Regions from separate parts of the Anser cygnoides genome. Here region 1 is linked to region 2. A link is a contact called in public Hi-C data. All regions are on one chromosome and are shown on one strand. The core of a region is the stretch at or near the end of the contact, and the rest is flanking DNA. Distances in the headings are between cores, read along the strand shown.

Evidence for each region. A called contact is a pair of places that touch in the nucleus more often than the background predicts.
Region 1: a contact with region 2 is called in a Hi-C map of liver, with 5 times the contacts expected there. The contact joins the enhancer-like site here to the promoter of OGDH in region 2. A contact is called at or near these places in 2 of 7 Hi-C or Micro-C datasets (both in liver).

What each region holds. Positions count from the first base shown.
Region 1 is chr26:4,616,180-4,622,845 of Taihu_goose_T2T_genome, forward strand. NUDCD3 (NudC domain containing 3) reads left to right here. Exons shown (of 6, transcript XM_066983423.1): 1 at 1-155; 2 at 1,147-1,433. Among named protein-coding and RNA genes, the nearest start is that of NUDCD3, 3.4 kb to the left of the region's middle. Within about 2 kb of position 4,657, at least 1 of the 3 cell types and tissues checked has open chromatin away from gene starts, as enhancers often do. A contact at or near this core is called in liver, where this site is marked.
Region 2 is chr26:4,560,019-4,566,907 of Taihu_goose_T2T_genome, forward strand. It overlaps OGDH (oxoglutarate dehydrogenase), which reads left to right and starts at 4,131. Exons shown (of 23, transcript XM_066983352.1): 1 at 4,131-4,255. LOC106049715 (interleukin-1 receptor antagonist protein) reads right to left here and starts at 439. Exons shown (of 6, transcript XM_048054162.2): 1 at 292-439; 2 at 150-198; 3 at 1-44. The coding sequence starts at 338.

The DNA.
Region 1 (6,666 bases), core at 3,407-5,906, 57 kb after region 2:
TGCTCGGCATCCTGCAGCACGTCGGCGGCGTCGACGAGTTCCTGCGCGTCCTCTTCGGCTTCCTCTACCGAAAAACCGACTTCTACCGCCTCCTGCTGCGGCCCGGGGACCGCCTCGGCTTCCCGCCCGGCGCCGCCCAGGCCATGGCCCTGCAGGTACCGCCGGCGGCCGGGCCCGGGACGGGGGCGGCGGGGGCGGGGACGGGGACCCCCGGGCGGGTCCTGAGCCCCTCAGGAGGGTCCTGAGCCCCCTCGGACGGGTCCTGAGCCCCTCGGGAGGGTCCTGAGCCCCCTCGGCGGGTCTTTTGCCCCTCAGGAGGGTCCTGAGCCAATTCTGGACGGGTCCTGAGCCCCCTCGGCGGGTTCTGAGCCCCTCATGAGGGTCCTGAGCCCCCTCGGCGGGTCCTGAGCCCCTCGGGAGGGTCCTGAGCCCCCTCGGCGTGTCCTTTGCCCCTCAGGAGGGTCCTGAGCCAACCCCGGAGGGGTCCTGAGCCCCCTCAGGAGGGTTCTGAGCCCCCCCGGCGGGTCCTGAGCCCCCTCGGCATGTTCTTTGCCCCTGGACAGGTCCCGAGCCTCCCCGGCGGGTCCCGAGCCTCCCCGGCGGGTCCCGAGCCCCCCCGGATGGGTCCTGAGCCCCCCAGATGGGTTCTGAGCCCCCTCCCGGCGCCGCCCCGTGAGCACCGGGTGGCTGCAGCAGGGCCCCGGCCGTGCCCCAGGGCTGCGTGGGGCCGTGGTGCGCCGGGGAAGGGGCGAGAGCCCTGCGAGCGCAGCGGGGACGGGGCCCAGCGCTCGCCCTGCTGCGTCCCTGTCCCCGCTGCCGGCCCCGGGGGTGGGGGGGTGGGGCAACGAGCCGGGACCGGGGGGCTCAGAGCCCGAAGTTCGGGCCGGGAGCCCCGCTGGGCGCGGGGACGAGCGTGGAGGTGGCGGTGTGTGCGTGGGGCTGGCCGCAGGTGGTCCTGCGCCGCCCCGGCCCCGCCACCCAGCCCTCCCGGTGCCGTCCCGGCGGCTCCTCCTGCCCCGCAGGGACTTCGTCCCCCCGCGGGCTGGGCGGCACGGCTTCTCGCTGCCCGAGCCGCCGGGGGCCGGTCCCCGAGGGCACGGTGGCGGCCAGGAGCTCGACGCCCGGCTCCCTTTGCCCCCCTTCCAGGCTTTCCAAGTCTTTGAGCGGATGGCCCGGCAGGATGACGAGAGGAGGCACCGAGAGCTGGAGGCGAAGCTGCGGAAAAAAGAAGAGGAGGAGGAGGCCGCCGAGAGGGTGCGAGTGGCCCCGGCTGCCCAGGAGGTCGAGGTGGAGACCACGGTGGAGCCCCCCGGCCCCGCGGGGGAGGCGGTGGGGCCGCAGGATTCGGCCGCCCCGGCAGCGCCCAGCCCAGCGCCGGCGGAGCCCCCGGGGGCCGCTGCCCCCGCGCAGCCCCAGCCCGCAGAGCTGCCCACGTAAGGGTCCCCGTTACGCTGCCCCCTTCGCGGTGGGGGGGTTGGGGGGGGCACCGAGGGCCCTCTGGGGGCGTCCTCGCGGCCCTCTGGGGGCGAGGGTTTCCCTTGTGGGCTTCGGGGGGGGAGGATGGGAGATTCCCCGGGTAGGGGGGGATGCATTTTGGGGCCGGGAGCTCCAGGCGCCGTTCCCGTTCCTCACGGGGACTCGGCGTCGGGCTCCCACGCGCCCTCCCCCCCCGCACCCAGGCCCCCTCAGCTCAGGGGGCATCAAACTCCGTGGGGGGGCTTTGTGCACGGCCGCCCGCTTCCCCCGGCCTTGCCGCCTCCGAGCAGCCTCCGTAGCTCTTTGTTTTTGCCAAACGTCCTCGTCTCAAAGCCCCCCTGGGCTGCGTGAGCGCCGGGAGGGGGCCCGCGGGGGCCCGCTCTGCCCCTTCCTCGCGTCCCCCTCAGCGCGGAGCCCCCAGCGCCTGGCTGTGCCGCGTCGCCCCCGGCCTGCGGCGGGATTTCCGTCCCCGCCGGGCCGTGCTGCAGGGGCACCGGCCGAATCCCGCGCCGACCCCTCCCCGAGAGCCCCTGGCGGCGGCGGGGCCGGGCGGGGAAGGGTGCTGAGCGGCTCGGTGGCGTGGGGAGGAGGGGAGGGGGCTCGCGCTTGGCTCAGCCGGGCTGACGCGGGACGAAAGCGAGCCTGGACCCCAAATCGAACCCCAAACCGACCCCCCCCCGGCAGCCGCGCTCCGCTGCCCGGCGAGGGGACGCTCGTCCCTGGGGCCGTCGGGGCGACGCCTCTCGGCGGCACGGGGTTAACGGGGCAAAAGCAGCCCCGAGGGGGCCGCGCAGCTCGTGGGCCTTGCCCCTCGCAGCCCCGTCCTGTGCGTTTCAGCCCCGATTCGTCCCGGAGGGGAGCGGGAGAGGGAAGGGCGGGGGCGATGGAGGGGCTCGAGCCCCCCGTGAGCGTTCCCGCGAGGTTTTAACGTCGGCCCCTCGCCGTCAGGGCTGCGGGACGGGAGCTGCGGGGGTGAGGGGTGGAGCAGGGGCAGGATGGGGCCGCTAAGCTGCCCCCGCGGTGCTGAGCTGCCCCTGCAGTGCGGAGCTGCCCCCGCGGAGCCGCCCCCGAGCTGCCCCTCGCCCCCCGAGCACCAGCAGGGCGAGAAGCAGACGCGGCTGCCCCCGCAGCTCCCCGTCCTCGCCGCGTCCCCGCTGCCGCCCCCAGCACGCCGCTTTGGGGACCCCCCCCCGAATATTTGCAGCCCCCCCCCCCTGCTGCTTCCACGGCTCGCGTGGGGCAAGGGGAAGGCGGCGGGGCCCCGAGTGGGGGCAGAGCGGGCCCGTGCCGCGGCTGTAGTTGGTTCCTGCTCCTCTGGGGGGCACCGGAGCCCCCCGAAAGGCGGCGGGGAGCGGGAGCAGGACTGGCGGGGCGCCCCGCAGGCTGCCAGCACCTCACCCGGCCGCGCCGTCCCCCCGCGGAGCAGCCTGGGGACGAGGGGCGCGTGGCTAACGCGCGGCCCCGGCAGCAGGAAGGCAGAGCGCAGGGAGCAGCACGAATGTTTTCCACCTCCCTCCCTTCCTTTCCCCCCCCCGGTGAAGCAAATCAAAGGGAGGGGCAGGGCCCGGCCCAGGTCCGCAGAGCCCCGCGGAGCGCCTCGGGATCGCGGCGCCCGTGGGGGGAGAGCGGAACCCGGCCTGTTCTGCACCGAAAAAAAAACCAAACACCCGCTCCCCACGAGGATCGGGGTGTTTTTGGGGCCACCCCGGTGCTCGCGGCCCCGCGCTGGGGCTGTTTTATGGGGCTGGTGGTGCTGCCGTGAGCCATCGCTGCGCCTGGCGCCCCGGGGGCTCAGCACCCTGTGCCTAACGCCCCCTTCTCGCCGTGAGCCGTGCTCGGGGCCCGCTCTCCTCCCCTTGTGCCGTCGCCTGGTGGCGGTGGCAGTGCCGGGTGGGACCCGGGGAAGGCCCCGGCGCGGAGCAGGGAGGTTCGTTCTCGGGGAAGCCCCCCCCAGAGGAAGGGTTTCGGGGTGGGAAGGTGCCGAAGGGTCCCCAGCCCGCGTCCCTGGCCTCCTCCCGCGAGCCTGTTCCAGGAGCGGAGGCCGGGAGGGAGCGGGGCCGCCCCCCCAGCGGCACGCAGCGTGGCGGGTGCCCGGACTGCTTTCCCCCCGAGCCCCCCGCGGGTTTTCCTGCTCGGCTCAAGCCCCCGCTGTGCTCCCGGCCTGACCCAGGAAGCCGGAGCCCACCTCGCCCCGCGCCGAGGGGCCGGCCTGCCCTGCGTCCCGCTCCCGTTGCGCCTGGGGGTGCCGGGGGAATCCCCCCCCCCCCACATACGGCAGAGCCCCGGCGCGAGCCGAGGCCGGGTGGGCGCCCATTAGAGTGGCCTGACCCCGCTCCGCCTGGCCCCGCAGCCTGGCCCCATGTGTCCCCAGGCACACGAGGAGGAGGAGGAGGAGGAGGAGGAGGGCAGCGCCTGGTGACGCTTCCCCGGCGCTCTCCCCCTGCCTCCGGCAAATCGCGGGGCAGCGGCTGTCCGAGCCGGAGCGGGCGCCTGGCGTTTGTTTTCTCTCGGAGGATTCCTTTTTTTCTCCTCGATTCCCCTCACACCTCGCCGCTGATCCCCTCGTTGCACAGGGAGCGGTTCCCCCTTCCCTTCTGCGCGCTGCCCGGGGTCTTTTAGTCCTGCTCAGTTCGTCCTTCGCCCCTTTTGTCTCCCACTCCAGCAGCCCTGTCCTTCTCCCGGCCTTTGCCCACTGCTGCCCGTCGGGGTTTTCCCCTTCCCACCCCGTTTCTCCACCTCCGGGCTGCCCCGGCAGCTCGCCAGGGCCGGGAAATCGCCTTGCAGCCGCGCACCCCAAGCGGCACCGAGCCTTCTGCATCGGCAGCAGCCCAGCTCCACGGCAAAGCGTCTTTCTGGGGGGGGCTGCAACGCTTCAGCTGGAGGCGGAATTCCCCCAGCCCCAACGCCTGGCGTGGCCCCCGGCTGCAGCGAGCCCCCTTCCAGCCCAATTTGCCTTCACGGGGGGCGCGAGTCCTCGGGCCGGGGCGCTGAGACCGGCAGCCGAGCGTCAGCTCCCCTGTCACGCACCCCGTCGCTCAGGGCTCCGGTTGCCCTGCCAAGGTAGCGAGCTCCAAAATTAGGTCCCCGCACCAAAAATAACTAAATTAAAACCTATAAATTTATTTTTATTTTTTTTTTCCCCTCTTAACAAGCAGAAAATCCCAGGGCTGGAGGCCGGGGGGACAGCGTGTGCCTGATTCTCAGTTAGAAAAGGAAAAAAAAAAAAGCCGCCTGCTTGTTTTAACGCTGCGGCGGTTGCCCGCGGGGGAAGGAGGGCGGCGTGGAAAACTACCGGGAGCGGTGCGTGGGTCCCTGCCCCACGCTGCCCGGCCCCGGCCCCTCCCCGGGGAGCCGGAGCCGAACCCAGGGCGGTTTGGCCTCGCGCCGGCCCCTCGGGGAGCTCCGCGGCCCCAGGCTGTGCGAGCGGCAGGCGGACAGCGGCGGTCCCGGGGGACTTTGCCCGCCGGTGGCGCGTCCCGCCGTCCTTGACCTACATTTCCCAGCAGCAGGGAGATCCGGGCCCTCCGGTGACGGCTCCGCGGCCCTCCCGCCGTTCAAAGTCGCCTGGTGGCAGCGAGTTGGCTCTCCTGAGCGGCTCCTGCAACACCCGGGAGATCAGCAGCGAAGGCCGAAAGCTCCCCCGAAAGGGCTCAAAGCTCTGGCGGGGCCGGCAGGAGCGGGGCGGCACGTCCCGGGGCGGGGGGGACCCTGCTGCGGGCAGGGCCGGACCCGCCGGGCTGCGGGGCCGGGCGGTGAAGGCGTCTCGGTGCTCCCTGGGGTCCTCGGTGGAGCCTGCGCCGCACGGGGCGGCGTTTTGGGGCCGAGGGGACGGCGTCGGCTGCCTCCCGTGGCACGGCACGGGGATAAAGGGCGCCCTCCAGGAGCAGCTGGGGGGGCTCTCCCCCACCGGCCCCCCCCCACCTCAATAGGACGAAGCCAGGAAAAGCCCCGGGGCCGCCCCGGGTCCCTGCCCTGCTCCCGGGGCCGCAGCGCGGCGGTAGCCGGCTGGGTCCCGGCACTTGTTTACTGCGGGTGTGCGCTGCGCCGTGAGGGGGGGCGAGGGGGGGTTGGTATTCAGCTCGCCGAGCGCTTTGCCTAACGGGGTGAGGTGCGCAGGGAGCCGGGAGCCTTCCGGGGGCACGAGCCCGCGGCGAGCCCTCCTCGCGCCGCGGCGCTCCGCCGGCAAAACCGAGGGCGGCTGAATGCGAGGTGCCCGGCGAGCCGGTGCCGGGAGGCGTTAAAGCCGCGGGAGGGGGGAGGCTCCTCTCGGCTCGCTGGCACAGGCAGCAGCAGGAGCGCGGGCCCCGTGTTTTCCACGCGCGTGATCCCTGCGGCGGCCGCGCCCGGCGCCGCACTCCTCACCCTGGACTCGCCGCCGGGAGCGGCCTCGGCGCGGCATGCGGGGTCGTTACGCCCCCAGCCCGGTGCCTGGTGCTGCGGGAAATGCCCCCCTTGGGTCGGGCATGCGGGCGCCGTGTGCCTGGGCTTCTCTGTTCCTCGCTCGCTTGGCACTTCGTTACCGCTTGATGAGATCTTTCCATTCTTGGCAACCTCTCGGGCCCGAGCAGGGTTTCGCGTGCCGCGCGGGGCCGCTGGCGGAGGGCCGGGCGTGGGGCCGGGCTGCTCGGTCCCTGCCCTTCGCTGCAGGGCGGCCCTGTACGGCGCTGCCCTCCGCTTCCCCTGCTCTGACGGGGGGAAGGTGGTGGGGGCAGGAGAGGCTTTTTGGGGTCAGGATGTGCTTGCGAGACCCGGTGAGGGGTGCTGGGGACGGCAGGGGTGCTGCCGATGCCTCCTTCGGCCTCCGTTTCGGTTACTGGGCCTCTGCAGCGCCCGCCCGGCCTCCCCGCACCGCCCTCCCCGGCCGTGCCCCGTGGTGCCTCTGCAGGATGGATGCTGCAAGTGCTCACAGCGCCTGGGTCTGAAAAAAATGGGATTTGAAGGAGAAAAACGAGTCCCCGGGGATGAGGCCCGAGCCGACTCCCTCCCGTGGCATGCCCGGCCTCGGCACCCCCTCGGGAACGGCCGCGCGGCCGGATCGAGCGCCCAGCGCCTGCGTCCTGGCCTGGAAACTCCTCGAAGAGGAGCTCTGCGAGCTGCCCTACTTCTCCCCGCTCACAGCGTCAAAGCAAAGCCTTCGGCGCTCGGTCCCTGCCCCTGGCCGCGCGCCGCGCTGCTGGTGCAGAGCTGCTG
Region 2 (6,889 bases), core at 2,881-5,380:
GCGTGGCTCGGGCTGGGCTTTGCCTCCGAGTCCAGGCGAAGCTTCTGGGGGGAGAAGGGCGCGGGTGAGCGCCGTGCGATGCCGTGCCGTGGTGCCATGGTGCCACGGTGCCACGGTGCCGCGGCGCCGCGGGGCCCTGCCGGTGTTACCTTCTGTGGGCAGAGGCAGTCGGGGCCGTACAAGGTCTCCTCGCTGAGGCTGGAAGGACAAAGCGGGGCGGTGAGGTGAGACCAGGGCTGCGTCAGCACCCGGCCCCACTGCCCCCGGGCGCACCGGCACGGCCGCGCTCACCTGCCGCCCTCCAGCACGTCCAGGTCGGGGACGAACGCCATCTCCATGCCAAACGGGAAACCTGACGGCAAAACCTGTGGGGTGCCGGGGCCCTGCTCCTGCTCGTCCTGCTGGCAGCGGCGCTTGGGTGCACTCTGAGCCCGGCCGCTGCGTGCCGGGTTTTCAAGCGCCGCTGGAAGGAAGCGCTGTCAGAGCGGGATTTCCACCTTTCGCAACGCTCGGCTTCGCCCATTTCCGCTCTGCCCCAGCACGCCGGCTGCCGCGGCCCCGCCGCCGCCCGCGGGCATTGGCTCCGCGTGTGGGGCACGGCAGGGCGATGCTTTGGGGTTGGTGTGGGGCACGGCAGGGCGATGCTTTGGGGTCGGCGTGGGGCATGGTGGGGCAATGCTTTGGGGTCAGAGCGAGGCACACCAGCAGGGCGATGCTTTGGGGTCATTGGGGGGCAGGCAAGGCAATGCTTTGGGGTCATTTTGGGGCATGGTGAGGCAATGCTTTGGGGTCAGATTGAGGCACAGCAGCAGGGCAATGCTTTGGCGAAGGTGTGGGACACAGCAGGGCGATGTTTTGGGGTCAGTGTGGGGCACAGCAGGGCAGTACTTTGGGGTTGGTGTGGGACACGGCAGGGTGATGTTTTGGTGGCGGTGCGGGGCACAGCAGGGTGATGTTTTGGGGTCGGTGTGGCGCACGGAATGGGGTCAATGCTCTGGGTCTGGCGCTCGCGTGCTGGCCGGCAGTGGCCGGGCTGACACACCGGGGACTGCCCCGGCACCCACGATGACGCTCGCTCTCGTCAGGGCTGGGGCAAGGCCGGCCACCCCGGAAGGGGACGGTGGCGCAAGCGTGGCCGCTCGCCGATTTCCCCACCCGGACCCACAACTTCCTGCTGGCTGCCAGCGGCCGCGAGGACCCTGCGGGTCCCCTCCACCAGCCCGTGCAGCCCCCGACCCCCCCAGGAGGGCACGGAGCACATCTCACCCACGGGGACATCAGCCCCATCCACCTCGGATGCCATCCCCTTGGGGACGCTGCCTTTGGGGACACCACTGCCTTGGGGACGCTTCTCGCCGCAGCCCAGGCGTCTCCCCACTGCCGTGACCCCGTCCCCATCCCCACTGCAGCCCGTGCGTGCCTGCAGGATGTCCCCCAGCCAGCCCGGCTGGCTCCCATGTGGTTGCGCCACGGTGGCCAGGCCGGGGACGTGAGTGGCCCCGGTATTTTCCTGCAGCCATTTCACTTCCCAGAACAGCGCCGCCGCCCGTGGGACCGTGACTCAGGGCTGTGACTACAGCCCCCCGGCCCCCCAGCCTGCCCCTGCGCTGCCGGGTGCCCCGGGCCAAGGTGTCCCCGTGGCCAGGTGTCCCTCGTGCCACCATGTCCCCGGTCTGTGGTGGGTGTCCTCACGCCTGTCCCCGTGGTGGGTGTCCCCCGGGGTGGGTTTCCCCCCATGGGTGGGTGTTCCCCACACCACGATGTCCCCACACCATGCCAGATGTCCCCACGGGTGATGTCCCCCACACCAGGATGTCTGTCCACCACGGTGGACGCCCTCCATGGACAGATGTCCCCACACTATGGTGAATGTCCCCATGGGTGGATGTGCCTTGCACCAGGATGTCCCCATGGCAGGTGTCTCCATGGCGGATGTCCCCACACGATGTCAGATGCCCCCCGTGGGCAGATGTCCCCGTGGCATATATCCCCCACACCATAGCCAATGTCCCCTTGATGGATGTCTGTGCACCGTGATGGATGTTGTACACCATGACGGATGTCCCCACGTCATATCAGGTGTCCCCATGGCCAATGTCTCCACAATGTCCCCACACCATGGTGGATGTCCCCATGGCTGACGTCCCCACACCATGCTGGATGTCCCCACACCATGTCAGGTGTCCCCAAGGATATGTCTCCACACCATGACAGCTGTCCCCACACCATGTTGGGTGTCCCCACACCATGTTGGGTGTCCCCACACCATGTTGGGTGTCCCCAAGGCCAGCGTCCCCACACCACAGCGGATGTCCCCCCACCATGGTTGATGTCCCCACAGCCGATGTCCCCATGATGGATGTCCCCACACCACAGCAGATGTCCCCGCATGATGTCAGGTGTCCCCAAGGACGGTGTTCCCACACCATGATATATGTCCCCACACCAATGTCCCCATGTTGGATGTCCCTGCGAGAAAAATATCAAATAATTTTCTTCAGACAGGATCTTCTGTGAAGCTATTTTATTTGTGATTGCAATGGCGGGCGTCCTGCCAATTAGGAGTGCATTTTAGTAAACAAATCATAACCTTTTATTCCCTATTACCCGGCGCCTGATCACCTCCCCCGTTTCCTCATTGGCCGAGTACTACAGGTTCCTCTATACTACTCTATACTACGACGCGCCTCTATACAATATATGTACAATTTTTCGTTTTTTTTTCAACCCTTTAATTTCTCCTTTCTTATGTTTTGAGAACTTGTGATCTTTGTTTTACTGTTCTCACACTGCTCGTCCTGTTTTTCTCAAGCTTCCACCTTATTTTGGAACAGTGAGGCCTTCTACCATCCACTTACCTACTCAGCATTTCTCCTTATGGCCACACAACTACCTTGGAATACAGAAAATTAGCTCTCTGCTGCAAAAACCCAACTTTGTTTCTCACATCCCCACACCGTGTCGGGTGTCCCCAGGGCCGATATCCCCACACCATGGTTGATGTCCCCACAGCCAATGTCCCCATGATGGGTGTCCCCACACCATGTCGGGTGTCCCCGTGGCTGATGTCCCCCCACCACGGTACATGTCCCCACACCAGCGTCCCCATGCTGGATGTCTGTGCACCATGATGGACGTTGTACACCATGTCGGATGTCCCCACACCACGATGGATGTCCCACCACCACGGCCAGTGTCCCCATGATGGATGTCCCCACACCGTGGTGGATGTCCCCACACCTTGGTGGATGTCCCCACACCATGATGGATGTCCCCACACGATGGATGTCCCCACACCATGGCCAGTGTCCCCATGATGGATGCCCCCTCATCTCGGTGGATGTCCCCACACCATGATGGATGTCCCCACACTACGGCCAGTGTCCCCATGATGGATGTCCCCGCACCGTGTTGGATGTCCCCACACCTTGGTGGATGTCCCCACACCATGATGGATGTCCCACCACCACGGCCAGTGTCCCCATGATGGATGTCCCCACACCTTGGTGGATGTCCCCACACCATGATGGATGTCCCCACATGATGGATGTCCCCACACCATGGCCAGTGTCCCCATGATGGATGCCCCCTCATCTCGTTGGATGTCCCCACACCATGATGGATGTCCCCACACGATGGATGTCCCCACACCATGTCGGATGTCTCCACACTGTGGTGGATGTCCCCACACCATGATGGATGTCCCCACACCATGATGGATGTCCCCACACCATGGCCAGTGTCCCCAAGATGGATGCCCCCTCATCTCGGTGGATGTCCCCCCACCACGGTACATGTCCCCCCACCAACGTCCCCATGCTGGATGTCTGTGCACCACGATGGGTGTTGTACACCACGTCGGATGTCCCCACACCACTTTCGGTGTCCCCACACCGGTGTCCCCACACCAGTGTCCCCACCCCACGTCCGATGTCGTCGTCCCCCCCCCCACCCGTGTCCCCACGCCCCGCGCACGGCCCCGCCCCCCGGCGGGGGCTCCCTCTCCCCCCACGTGACCCCGCGCGCGCGCCCTCCTCTCCGGGGAGCGGGGGGGGGGGGGGGGGGGGGGCCGCGCAGGCGCACCGGGCGGGCCCCGCCGCGGCGGGGCTGCGTGGGCGTGGCCTCGGGGCGGGAGCGGGCGTGGCGACGCGGTGACGCAGCGGCGCGGGGGCGGGGCGGCGCGGGGCGGCAGTCGGCGGTTGGGGGCCGCTGTCAGAGCCGGGGCCGCAAGCGGGGCGGACGGGCGGGCCGGCAGGTACGGGGCGGGCGGGGGGGCGGCGGGGCCGGGCCGGGGGCGGCGGGGCCGGGGCGGGGCCGGGCCGGGCGGGGCCGGCGGGGAGGGGGGGGGGGGCGGCGGCGGGGCGGGGGGGGGGCGGCGGGCGCTCCCCGGTGTCCTTGGCGCCGCCGCCCGGGCGCCTCGGGGCGGGGGGAGGGGGCGTGGCCTCGGCGGGAGGGGGCGTGGCCTCGGGGTGGAGGGGGGCGTGGTCGGGGAGGGAGGGGGCGGGGCCGCCCGTGGGATGGGCAGCGCCGCGCGGCCAATGGGGAGGGGCGGGCGGTGAGCGCGGGAGGGGGGGGCGGGCGCTGATTGGGGGGGGAGGGGGAGGGGGAGGGGGAGGGGGAGGGGGAGGGGGAGGGGGAGGGGGAGGGGGCGGGGACTCGCCTCCAGCGCGGACGCACGTGGGGCAGCGGCGGGGCCGCAGGGGGACCCCCGGAGCCGGAGCCCCCCAGGGCCGGGGTCCCCGAGTCTCCCGGCCCCGGTACCCCCAGCCCTGGAGCCCCCAGGCCCGGGACCCCCCAGGCCCGGGACCCCGGAGCCCCCGGCCCCGGAGCCTCCAGGCCCAGAGACCCCCAGGCCCGGAGCCTTCAGCCCCGGGGTACCTGAGCCCCCCGGCCCCGGGACCCCCAGCCCTGGGGCCTCCATCCCTGGAACCCCCAGCCCCGGGGACCCCAGGCCCAGAGCCCCCCCAGGCCTGGAATCCCTGAGCCCCCCAGGCCCAGGACCCCCAGGCCCGGAGCCCCCAGCCCTGGGACCCCGGAGCCTCCAGCCCCGGGCACCCAGTCCTAGAGCCCCCCCCCGGCCTGGTGTCCCTGAAAGCCCCAAGCTGGAGCCCCCCAACCCCGGGACCCCCAGCTCTGGGCACCCCAGGCCCGGAGCCCCCCAGCCCCGGGACCCCCAATCCCTGGGGACCCCCAGCCCTGGTCCCCCCGGAGCCTGTAGGCCCAGGCCGGCTTCATGGAGGGCCCCGTGCCCAGGCCGCCTCTGGTGCTGCCAGGACCCCTGCCGGGGCGCAGAGGCCCTGCCCGCAGCAGCCCCGTTGCACGCCGTGCCGCCGGCCCCGCCGTGCCGCCAGCAGGAGCGGTGGCCGCCGGCGCTCTTGGTGTCTTGGGGACAAAAGGGCCGGTGTCGGCATGTGCCCTGCCAGGTGGGTCCACGTGCCAGCCGCCCGATAAGCGCTGTGCTCAGCACCTTTGCCTCTCCCTCGTGTTCTTCCCGTAGGTTGGGCTGGGCGCGGTGACCGGCAGCTTGACTTCCCTCCGATCAAGCCTTTAATTCCTGCTTATCCTCTAGCTGGCAGTTTTGATTCTAAGGAGGGGGAAAAAAAAAAAAAAAAGGCATTTCCCAATTAACTGTGTTCTGTGGCAGGTTTCGGTGGCTCTGGCTGCCAGAGGTCACGTTAGCGCCTTATTCCGCTTTGCTTAGCGGTGTGCTCGTGCACGTATCGGCCCGTAACCTGCCCTGAGCATTGTGGTGTTTGCCCTTCCACTGAGAACACGAGGCTGCTGGAGTTTTATCCAGCGTTAGCGGCGAGGGCCCAGCCGAGCAGTGGGTTTTCTTCTCCTAATGCCCCTCGTGTGGAAGCAGGGCACCCTCGCGGGGGGCTTTGTACCAGGGCACTGCTCCTGCAGCTGCGTCCCCGCGCTGCTCCCACCTCCCTCGGGCACGACCGGCGCTGGAGAGAGGCTCCCCGGGGCGGTGGGGTCCCGCTGGGTCGGGCTGAACTCTGGCATTACCGCCCGTGCTCTCCCCAGAGGTCACCGAGCCGCTGCTGGGCGGCAGGCCTGAAACTGGACACCGGCGCTGACGCTTTTGTCCCAAAGCTTTTTTCCCCCCACGTGTGCGCGCGCGCCGGCGGGCAGCTCGGCCGGCTCTCCGAAGTATCTCGAAATAATTTGGCGGCTTAGACGCGAGGAGGGAGAGCCGCCAGCCAGAAAAACACCCGACATCGGTGGCCCTGCCGCGTCTGCCCGCTTAGAGCCGGTCACCCGGCGTGGGGCTCGGGGCCCCTGCCTGGGTGCTGGTGGGTGTGAGAAAGCGGAGGGGAAGGGACACGCTTCTGCCCCCGAGTAACTGCCTCTGACACGAATTTCTGCCCTTAATTAGCGCCTGCAGTGAATAAAGGGCCAGGAATGCTGCGCGCTGGCATTCCCCGCCTGGAAGCGTTGTCCCAGCCGGGTGCAGCAGTCGGCCCCAAATGGGTCAGGACGCTGCTGCTGCTCTTAACGTTGCATCACCCCAAATCTTGCGTTTCGAGGGGGGGAAGCTTAGCTGCCGCGGTGCTGAGTAGCTAAAACTTGATCCGACACCCCAAATTTTGGCAGCAGGGCTGACAAAATGCTGGTCAGGACGCCTCGCGCTGCCAAACTTTGCTCTTCTGGGACCGAGCGGCGGCTGCGGGACGTGGGGACGGCTCCAGCCCGGCCTCAGGGGTGGCACCAGGCAGGGCAAAGCTCCCCGAGGCGATCGTGTTCCAGCACTTTCCCTGGGGCTGCGTTATCAGCAGTGTTTTACAGCGGCAGCTCGGTTCGCCCTGCGGACTCGCGCCCGCCCGCTTTGGCCGCGGCCACTCGCCGCTGGGACGGTGACAGCTCGGTGCGCGCAGTGCCGCGC